Regions from separate parts of the Oryctolagus cuniculus genome. Here region 2 is linked to region 1. The links are chromatin contacts, called in public Hi-C maps. All regions are on one chromosome and are shown on one strand. The core of a region is the stretch at or near the end of the contact, and the rest is flanking DNA. Distances in the headings are between cores, read along the strand shown. Region 1 holds the start of NR2F1 (nuclear receptor subfamily 2 group F member 1). Region 2 overlaps SLF1 (SMC5-SMC6 complex localization factor 1).

Evidence for each region. A called contact is a pair of places that touch in the nucleus more often than the background predicts.
Region 2: a Hi-C map of embryonic fibroblasts shows a contact between it and region 1, with 3 times the contacts expected there. The contact joins the enhancer-like site here to the promoter of NR2F1 in region 1. A contact is called at or near these places in 2 of 6 Hi-C or Micro-C datasets (ear pinna and embryonic fibroblasts).

Annotation. Positions count from the first base shown.
Region 1 is chr14:16,205,035-16,210,121 of mOryCun1.1, forward strand. NR2F1 (nuclear receptor subfamily 2 group F member 1) reads left to right here and starts at 2,230. Exons shown (of 3, transcript XM_051854005.2): 1 at 2,230-2,714. The coding sequence starts at 2,246.
Region 2 is chr14:17,256,444-17,261,396 of mOryCun1.1, forward strand. SLF1 (SMC5-SMC6 complex localization factor 1) reads left to right here. Exons shown (of 22, transcript XM_017344601.3): 17 at 679-824; 18 at 2,094-2,260; 19 at 3,055-3,188. Among named protein-coding and RNA genes, the nearest start is that of KIAA0825, 75 kb to the left of the region's middle. Within about 2 kb of position 3,623, at least 1 of the 8 cell types and tissues checked has an H3K27ac peak or open chromatin away from gene starts, as enhancers often do.

The DNA of each region.
Region 1 (5,087 bases), core at 980-3,479:
CGGCGCGGGGCGCCCGGTCGGGAGTACCCCGCCGCCGTCGCCGCCGCCGCCCCCCGCCCCGCGCCCGCCGCGTCTGTAAGGTAGCGGGGCGGGAGCGGAGGAAGAAAGAAAGGGCCGCGCGCGGGGGAGGGCGCGCCAGCCAATGGCGCGCGGGAGGCTTGGCTAACCTTCGCCTCCCGCGCGCTCCCCCCGCCCCGGGCTCGGACCAGTCAGTCGCCTTTGATTATCAGTCGCCAGCAGCCCTTCTCCTGGCTCCTTGACACGAGCTCCATATAAGGCAGCGATCTCCATAGAAACGTGTCAGTTTCAATAGTAGTGTCAAAGTTCACTATATACAGACATTCGCGCAGATCCCCCTTTCGGAAACATTGCTCGGCGAGTCCTCCCGTTTAAACGCATTCAATTTTTGGGTCTCTCTCTCTCTCTCTCCCCCTCTCTCTCTCTCTCTCTCTCCTCTCTCTCTCTCCCCCCTCTCCCTCCTCTCCTCTCTCTCTCTCTCTGCTCTCTCTCCTCTCTGCTCTCTCCCTTTCTCTCTTCTTACATATTCTACTACTTGTTCCTTCTTCTTCTCCCTCTTTCTCCCCTTTTCTTCCCTCCTCCTCGTCTCTTTTACTCCATTCCAGCAGAAGAGCGAGGGCTAAACTTAAAAAAAAAAAAAAAAAGGAAAAAAGAAAAGAAAGAAAAGGAGGAGGAGGAGGCACTCCCTCCGTATTCTTCTTATCGTTATTTTATACATATATGATTTTTTTTGGAGGGAGGGTGTTGCTTCCCGGCTGAAGAGCACTTATTTAAAATACTAAAAAAAGAACATTTTTGGGCGATCTCCAGGGTTTTTTTAACTAGCTCTGTGTGTTATAGCAGAAGAGGCAGAAGAAGGAGCAAGAAAGAGGAAAAGAAGAGGATTATTTATTCGACCTACTTTGGATGTCTCTCTCGCTTTTTCTTTTTTTTTTTTTTTTCCTTTTTTTCTTTTTTAAATTTGTGATTATTTTTCTTCCGATTTTTATTTTTCCCCATCTCGCTGTGAATCCGTCGCCGGCGTGAATTATCCTGTATTTTCCTCCCCCTTTCCGTCACCTCCCGAAAAAAGAAGAAGAAGGCGAGAGCCCGGCGCCACCGGCACAACAAAAAGAGCAAAGTGTGCGATCCTCCGCGCCGGCCGCCTCCCGCTCTCCGGCGCTGCCTTCCTGAATGGCTGGCTGCGCCCGGCCCTGGACCTGGCCCCCCGACACCCGCGCGCCCTGATCGCCGCCCGCAGCCTCGCCCCGTGCTCGGCTCGGCTCACCCCGCTGCCCGCACCCCCGAGCCCGGCGAGGGCTCCCGCCCGGACAGCGGCGGCGGCGGCGGCGGCGGCGCGGGCCGCCCCGGCCTCGGCTCGCGCTCCGGCTGCGGCTGCGGCCCCGACTCCGGCTCGGACTCCGGCCGGGCCCCGGCTCCTCCAGCGGCGCTCGCCGCGGCAGCCGAGCCGGCAGCTCCAGCGGCGCCTGCAGCCGCGACCTCCTCCTCCTCCGCCGCCGCCGCCGCCGCCGCCGCCCTCGCCGGCTTCCTCTATGTCGGCTCAGCCCGCGCGCTGAGCTCAGCCCGGGCGGCCGGCGGGCGGGCGGGCGCCCGGCGCGGGTGAGCGAGTGTGTGCGCGAGTGTGCGCGTGTGTGTGTGTGTGTGTGCGCGGGGGTGCGGGCGAGGCGGAGGGCGAGTGTGTGCGCGCGCCGTGGCCCATGCCCGCCGCCCCCGGCGCTGCGCCCCGCGCCGCTCCCGGCTGCCGCCTGTGCCATTTCTGATTTTGCAACTTGGGGAAGAAGAAAAAAGCGAGAGAAGGGAGCCTGCTCGCCGGGGGGTGGGGAGGGGGGGGAAGGAGAGCGTGGCCCCCCCAGGATCGGAGCGCGGGGGGGAAGCGGGCGAGGGGAGCAGGGGTGTTGGGGGGGGAGCCTGAGAGCCTGGGGGGGCTGCAAAAAAGAGAGAAAGAAAACAGCAGGAACCACAACAAAACGCCAGCAGGGCGGGCGGGCGCGCGGCAGCAGCGGGGCGGCCGAGGCAGGAGCGGCGGCGGCGGCGGCGGCGGCGGCGGCGGAGGCAGCGGCCGGTGCCCGGCTCGGGCTCGGCTCCGGCGACCCCGGGGCGCCCGGCGGGCCCCCCGCCCCCTCCCCCTCCCCCCTTCCCCTTCCCCTTCCCCTCCCAGCGCGCCCGCGCGCCCCGCGGCCCTCGGCGAGCAGCTCGGCTCCCCCCAGCGCTCCCCGGGCCCAAAGATATGGCAATGGTAGTTAGCAGCTGGCGAGATCCGCAGGACGACGTGGCCGGGGGCAACCCCGGCGGCCCCAACCCCGCAGCGCAGGCGGCCCGCGGCGGCGGCGGCGGCGGCGGCGCCGGCGAGCAGCAGCAGCAGGCGGGCTCCGGTGCGCCGCACACGCCGCAGACCCCGGGCCAGCCCGGAGCGCCCGCCACCCCCGGCACGGCGGGGGACAAGGGCCAGGGCCCGCCCGGCTCGGGCCAGAGCCAGCAGCACATCGAGTGCGTGGTGTGCGGGGACAAGTCGAGCGGCAAGCACTACGGCCAATTCACCTGCGAGGGCTGCAAAAGTTTCTTCAAGAGGAGCGTCCGCAGGAACTTAACTTACACATGCCGTGCCAACAGGAACTGTCCCATCGACCAGCACCACCGCAACCAGTGCCAATACTGCCGCCTCAAGAAGTGCCTCAAAGTGGGCATGAGGCGGGAAGGTGAATATCTCCTCTCTGCCTCTCTCCCCGCGCCTCGCCCGCCTGCTCCTCCCCGCCCCGGCTCCCTTCCTCGCTCTCCCGCCGGCCGGGGCCCGGCCCGGCTTCCCCCCGTCCCCCCGCGCCGTCCCCCCGCCCTCCCCGGCTCGCAGCCGCTGCCTCCCCCTCCCGGCCTGCGCGGCTCTCCCCGGCTCCCCACCCCGCCCGCTGCCTGCTCTGCGCCGAGTCCCTGGATGGATCCCTCCCTCCCTGCGCCTCGGCTGTGCCCGCCGCGCGTCTCCTTCCCGCGTGTGCGTGAGGATGCTCGGGGCTGTGCTGGCATGAACTCGGGCAGGGCTGCTGGTCACCCCCCCCCCAAAACGCTGTGTGTGTGTTCGTGTGTGTGTGTGTGTGTGTGTGTTTCATTGCACTTTCCCCTTCCCCTCTTCATCGCCTTTATTTAAAACGGGGGAGGGCTGGGGGGCTGGAGGACTCCGAGCTGGAGATTCATTGCTGCCATCATCCTTTTGGAAGCCTAGCCTGGAAAAAGAGGAGTGAGATTTATGGCACTTGTAGGTCTAATTAGGGGGGAAGGGGGGCTTCTGGCCCCTCCACTGGTTCCCTGTCCTCCTCACCGAGCAGGGGCCGCCTCCTCCAGAGCCGTGGCCTTGTTTTCACCCCTCTACTTTGAAAGGAAAGTTTGTGACTGAGCCGTGCTTTCATAGTTGTGCATTTTTTTTAAAGCATGATCCTCGTTTTATTTCTTCATCAAACTCCACCCTCTGCTTAAATACTGCATACAAATTACAATTTACAACGGCATTTACCGATGCTTCTGATTTGGCCATAATGCATAGGCTGCAGCTGGCATGAGCTTCCACATCATTTAATCCCTGTGTTGTATGGGTTTGTGTTGGGTGTTTTTTTTTAATGCAACTTTTGATGTTGTATTTGGATATGGTTCATGTTCATGTGGCAAGAGATGCAGCACTTTTCTGATAAATATATTTAGCCGTGTACAGTTAAAGTTTATCTCCTAACAATCGTTAAAGATGGCTTAAAGTCAAATTAGCGAACCAGTCAATTTTGCAGAATGTAGATTGCTACTTCTGGCAATTGACTTTAAAATTATATCTTATATACCACATGAAAAGAAATTGAATTCCTTCAGATATCAAGGAGCAGGCAAACATGACGACTTCATTTCTAGCTCCAGGGAGATTGTGTAGGCATCTGAAAAACAACAACAACAACAACAACTTTGAATTGTGCTTTCAGTTAATTGAAAAATAACTGCCAATTTCAAAACTATAATTAGAAAAAAGTATTCTAGCCATTATGTTTCAAGAGCTTAAATTTCACTGGAACTTGCATTAAAATTAGAATCAATGCAAACATAAAGGGGGAACATGTACAACCTGAACTAAGACAGCTACATGGACATGGACATATCTATATTAATTTGTTTGGGGGGAGAGTTGAGTAGCCCTAACTTTTCCTAAAGTTGCTTTGTTTACATGGCAATTTAAAACGCTGGCACTGTTGAAGTAAAACATACACATTAGAGGGGGGAAAAAAAAAACTTTGGTCAGCTTTACGAACTCAAAGCTTGCTTACGTTTTGCATTCAGATGGTTAATGAATCCAGTGTTTTTGCAGTTGCAAGCTGGTGCATTCACTGGGCAAAAGCTGGCTGCAGGTTGCAGTGGCACCGCGCAGGACAGACATTAATTATATTTCCCACTTTTTTCAATAATGTTTGGCTACTGTAAGTTCAACTTTTCTCTTGGAAATTTTCAATTTTCTGTTGCTTTTAATAGTGAGAACTTTGTATGGGGCGATGGGGAGGAGGGGAGAAGAGAAGGGTGCAGGATACTTGCTGTCTACTCAGAAGTTGTAAGTGCTTAGTAGGATGTGTAACTGGTATCTATTTTAACGGTAATTCTGCAGCATTTTTTAGAGAATGGGTTTTTTTGCCTAACACTGCTAGCTTGTGGATGAAGAGGCCGCTGGGCATGCGTTTATTCGCCTAGAACCACAACCTTTCTCCAGTTTCGCCTCTTTTTTTTTTTTCTTCCTTGACCCCGATTTGTTTCATTCCGGAGGGGGTGAGTGGGGTGGGGTGTCCTTTATCTGTGTGTTCCTCCTTGGTAGCCCAGGGTTTGGGTGGCACTTCCTTGGCCACGCGGAGCTGGGGGCTCTGAAGTCAGGCCTAGTTCTGGCGGGGCTGAGGTGGCCAGGGGCTCGGGCGATGGCTGGACGGACACCCCGAGCCCTGGCGCTGGAGGACCGAGCCCCGGCTCGCACGGTGTGGGCCGGGAGTGGGAGCCAGCAGGAGAGGCGCGGGGCGCCTGTGGCTGCGGGCAGAGCTGCTGCATTGTGTCGGGTGCGCTGCGGC
Region 2 (4,953 bases), core at 2,373-4,872, 1.1 Mb after region 1:
TTTCAGTTCATGTGTATAAATATACATTCTCATCATGTTGGAGCACTTGAGGTTTTGAATAGAAGAGATACGAGATTCTTGATGTTTTTATTGTCCTTGCTTGTTTAACCATTTACAATTGTCTCCCAACCTCCATAGTAGAGGGAATGCAGACTTGTAAGGAAATCCTTATACACTCTCTTGCTTTACATTTTCTTTACCTTGTGCTTTTCTGCTGCCTCTCCAGGAACAGGATTCATGACTGTTGTCAGGGAAGCTGGTCTGATTTCTTACCCATCAGCTCAAGATTCATCATTGTAGATTACATCCTTGTGTGCTCATTTAAAACCTTAAGCACTGGTTTTCCAAAAGAGCAATTTTATTGTGGGATGAGTTCTCTAATGTTAATTGGAAAGCAGAATGTGTATCTATATATTCATTTATTATCTATTTTTATATATATAATTTAAAGACTTTTATTTGAAATAATATAATGATTTTTTTCAAACATGAGGACATGTACCATAAAAAGTTTGCTCCTGAAAAACAAATAACCAGAATATATTAGCTGTATTATGGGTGAATCTTACTGGTGTAGGAACCTTAAGTTGACAGAATGAAATCTGCTTAGAAAGTATCCTATTGAAAAATATTTTACAGGCTTTAGCAGTAACTGTTTACTTCTCTTGTTTTCGGCAGACTTTTCTTCACAAGAATTAGAAATTTTCATATGCTCCTTTTCCTCCTCCTGGCTTCAGATGTTTGTTGCAGAGGCAGTGTTTAAGAAGCTGTGTTTGCAGAGTTCCATCAGTGTTTCCTCTGAACCCCTCTCTCTCCAGAAAATGGTAAGCACTATCATTCAATGCCTTTTAATGTCTAAGAACTGAGATCATACATTCAATTATAAAATATCTTCAGTGATTTCTAAAGAGTGGACAAAGCATATTAATTCATTTTCTACCTCAAAAATAATTAGTGAATAGAAACTTCAGTTACTTTTAAGAATAATTCAGGGGGCCTGACGCTGTGGTATGGTAGGCTGAGCCTCCTCCTGCAGTGCCAGCATCCCATATGGGCACCAGTTCGTGTCCTGGCTATTTCTCTTCCAATCCAACTCTCTGCTTATGGCCTGGGAAAGCAGTGAAGCTGACATGAGTGCTTGGGCCTCTGCACCCACGTGGGAGATCTGGAAGAAGCTTCTAGCTCCTGGCTTTGAACAGGCTCAGCTCCGTCCGTTCTGGCCATTTGGGGAGTGAACCAGCAAATGGAAGATCTCTCTATGTCTCTCCCTCTTTCTGTTTGTAACTCTGCCTCGCAAATAACAACCTTTAAAAATAAACAACCTTTAAAAAAGAAAAGTAATTCAGGGTTGGAAACAGCAAAATCATGTAAGAATCTTTGTTTCCTAATCATTTGCCACACAGTACACATGATTATTTTAGAAAGAACTAAATAAAAAAAGAAGTTCTACATGGAATTTAATGGTATTTATAAAGCAAAATTTGCAAACAGTGCTGTCTTATATGTATGTCTTATACATAGACAGACGTGAGGTACAGTTCTAAGGCTTTCCACTCTTATCTTGGCTGTCTTATTATTAGTATCTGATATCTCCAGCAGTTTCTGCAGCAGATGAGAAATATGTTTGTTTATTGGTCAGATTAGGCAAATTCTGTTTTGCAGTATCCTTTGCTTTTAAGGATGTTTTCATTACTTATTTTGTTCATTCTAGATTTATGTTCTGAAGAAAGGCAATATCAAAATGGAAATGACAAAATACCAGTTGTACATAAATTATAAATATAAAAAATATGCAAAATGAATCATAGTGGGACTAAGACTAATCAAAAGAACTTTCTTAAATGAGCATCAGCATTGAACTAAAAAAAAATATTTGCAGGAAGATATTTTTCTTTTTGTCCACATGGTATAGATTCAGTAACATGGAACTAGCTGCTTCCTTAATATTTTACCACATTCAAACAAGTTAGAATACCAACTATGGGATGAAACTGAGAAACTATAACCAAATTTAATAGTGAAATGAATCAAGCACTTTCTTTTTACTGATTTCTTTGTAGTTGAGAAGGCAATATAATATTATTTTGCAACAGGTATATTCCTATTTGCCAGCTTTGGGAAAAACTGGTGTTGTGCATGGAACTGGAAAGATGCAGATACCAAAGAAAACAGGACAGCGGCCTTGCCTTGAGTCTCAGAGAGCCCTGCTTATGTTGAATGGTGCTAAACAGAAGCAAATCGAAGGGCTTCCAGAGTTACCGTAAGTGATGCTGACGTTCCACTTGTGCTAGGTTTTGGAGTATAGTTTTTTTCCTGACACATTTCTTCAACTTTATGTTTACCTGTGGTACTGTCTGGAGTATACTGATTAGAAGAAAATTCAGTTTTAGACCCAAAATATACATAATTAACATTTTTTACTACTGTAATTCAAGGTGCATGCTGATTTTCTAAAAAGAGTCAATGTTTCCCAAAAGAAGTAAAACTGTTCATTTAGTTACTGTATTACATAATATTTTGCTCTATTATTTGAATTACTACTTTTCAATAATGTCTATGAGATTTCAGAATACATGGTAAATTGTTAGAATAATTTCACCCAAATGAGAATCCTCCTCTTAAAGTGTGCTATGTAGAAAGCTCGAATGTCCTATGAAAGGAAGAAAAAAATAAGTTCAGAACATGAAGACAGGAATGGGGCACAGAGGCCTGCTTTCTGATCTTAGTTTTCTGCTTTGTTTTCTCTGCTGAATATGGCTTACTTGGACTCTTATCTGTTTACCCCACATTCTATATTTATGAACTTTTCACAGGGCGGTTGGCTGTGTAAGTCTGATAAAATGAAATTCATACCTTAAACTTTGTTTCTATACAATTGACAGATTTTAAAATATATTTTTAATTATTTATTATACGTAATAATTTAATAATATCAAATAAGACTGAGTAAAAGCATTTAAATGAAACAGGAGATTTAAAAAAAAATGCCATCTAATGTATGCTGGTCTACCTTGCTGGAAAACAAGCTTTCCTTATTTCTTTCTTTACTTTCAGAGAGCGAAACCTTGCTAAATGTTCCTCATCATTAAAAAAAATGAAAAAGAAGTCAGAAGGAGAACTGTCATGTTCCAAGGAGAATTGCCCCTCTTTAGTTACAAAGATGAATTTTCACAAGACTAATCTAAAAGGTATTCCAAGTCTCTAAATTAATTTATGCTAAGAACTTTTCATGGTTGTAGTCAGTACTTGCAAATGTCATACACTTGCCCTGACGAACAGTTGAACTTAAATATTGGACTTGGTCCAGGACATACCTTCCTGGATAGCATATTATTTTCTTGAATTGTCATTTATACAAAGAATGTGATCGTTTAATATCTGGTAAATTGGAGTATTCCTCCCTTTCTTTTCTGTCCCTGCCTTTCCAAATACTAAACACTGTATAGCACTCATAGAGCTCGTTCCAGACTTGCCCGCCTTACTTTTCTATTCCACCTCAACCTGTGCTGCTTCCAGTCAGTGTCTTCTGATTTGAAAGTATAATTCTGTCTTCATCTCGTTCAGTCCTAGACATTCTGTGAACAAAGAATGAAGAGTAGGCTATGTTACATAGCTGTGTTAGGCATATGGGCTCTTTTCTTCCAGGCATTGAGCCCAGACTATGAAATGTGTTTGGCTTTTGGTTCTAACTATACTGGAACCCGAGCACCTAAACGATGGAATAACAAGAATACTGTTGTAATAATTCACTCTGGCACCTCTTTTACTTTGCCACCTCTTAACTTGAAAATATAAATTATCCTCCAAGAGGCTATACCTGGCCAAAATAAAATGCTGAGTCTCTCTTGTTTATGAGCTATATCATGCTTCTAATACAAATATTAACATCATGTAATCCCATGGAAAATCGCGATGGTGAAGCTCTTACCTTTCAACGTGATACAAGTTCATAAGTGTGCACAAAATCAAAATAACTGTCTATTTGGCTCAAAATATGAAAAATGTATTAGATGAGAATTCAGATATTAACTTCACAAATCAGTGTCCTTTTTCTTTGTTTTATTGTTGCACAAAATAAAATGAATATGAATGACTTTAGACTGAACAGCAGAAGGAACTGAGAGAGGAAGAGAACTGAGAAATAGAGAAAAACTTCAAAAGCTTTGCTATGCATGTAAAAGAAATGTTTTGGTAGAAGGTACAGAGATTATCTGTAAAAATGTGCTACTTAGTATTTTCTAGCGAGAAAAAAATTGATTCACTATTTCATCTTGGTTTTTAAGCAATCCCAGATTTTTTTTAAAATTCCCTTTACATCAAACTGTCACTCATCTTATTAATTTGGGTATAACAGAGATGGACATAGATAATTCTAGCCAGTAGGTACTAATTGCATCTCTCCTGGCAAAAACCTTACCATTTTATTTGTAACTTTTGTTCAGCTTTAAATGGTACGGGTGATTTTTTTTTTTCATAGAGAGAGAGAGATGGGGGGTGGGGGGAGTGTGTGTGTGTGTGTGTGTGTGTGGTGTGTTTATATTAAGATTCCTCCATTTCTCCCTCTCTGAGCTGCTGTAGCCAAGCCAGACAGCCTATTGAGAAGCAGCAAACCATCTGTTAATGGATTTGAAGTTCTGAATTATCCTTGAGTGTGTAGAGGCACTCGTGCTTAGCCAGAAACATTCATTTGAATTAAGCTATAAATGCAGTATAAAAAAGAGCCATACATTTAACGTAGGTTCATGAATAAATTTAAGAGAGGGCAATTGCACTCTAAACTTTTATTGCTCAAAACCCAGTATTTTTGGTGTGCTGTGATCATTTGGGGGTTTTATAGCAGTATTGAAGCTTTAAACCTTGAACTAGGGGGAGACAATGCCTGTATTAAACCTTTTGCCGTAGAATTTCACTACTGAATTGCTGATAAAACAGAAGCCCTGTGGAGTGGCGGGG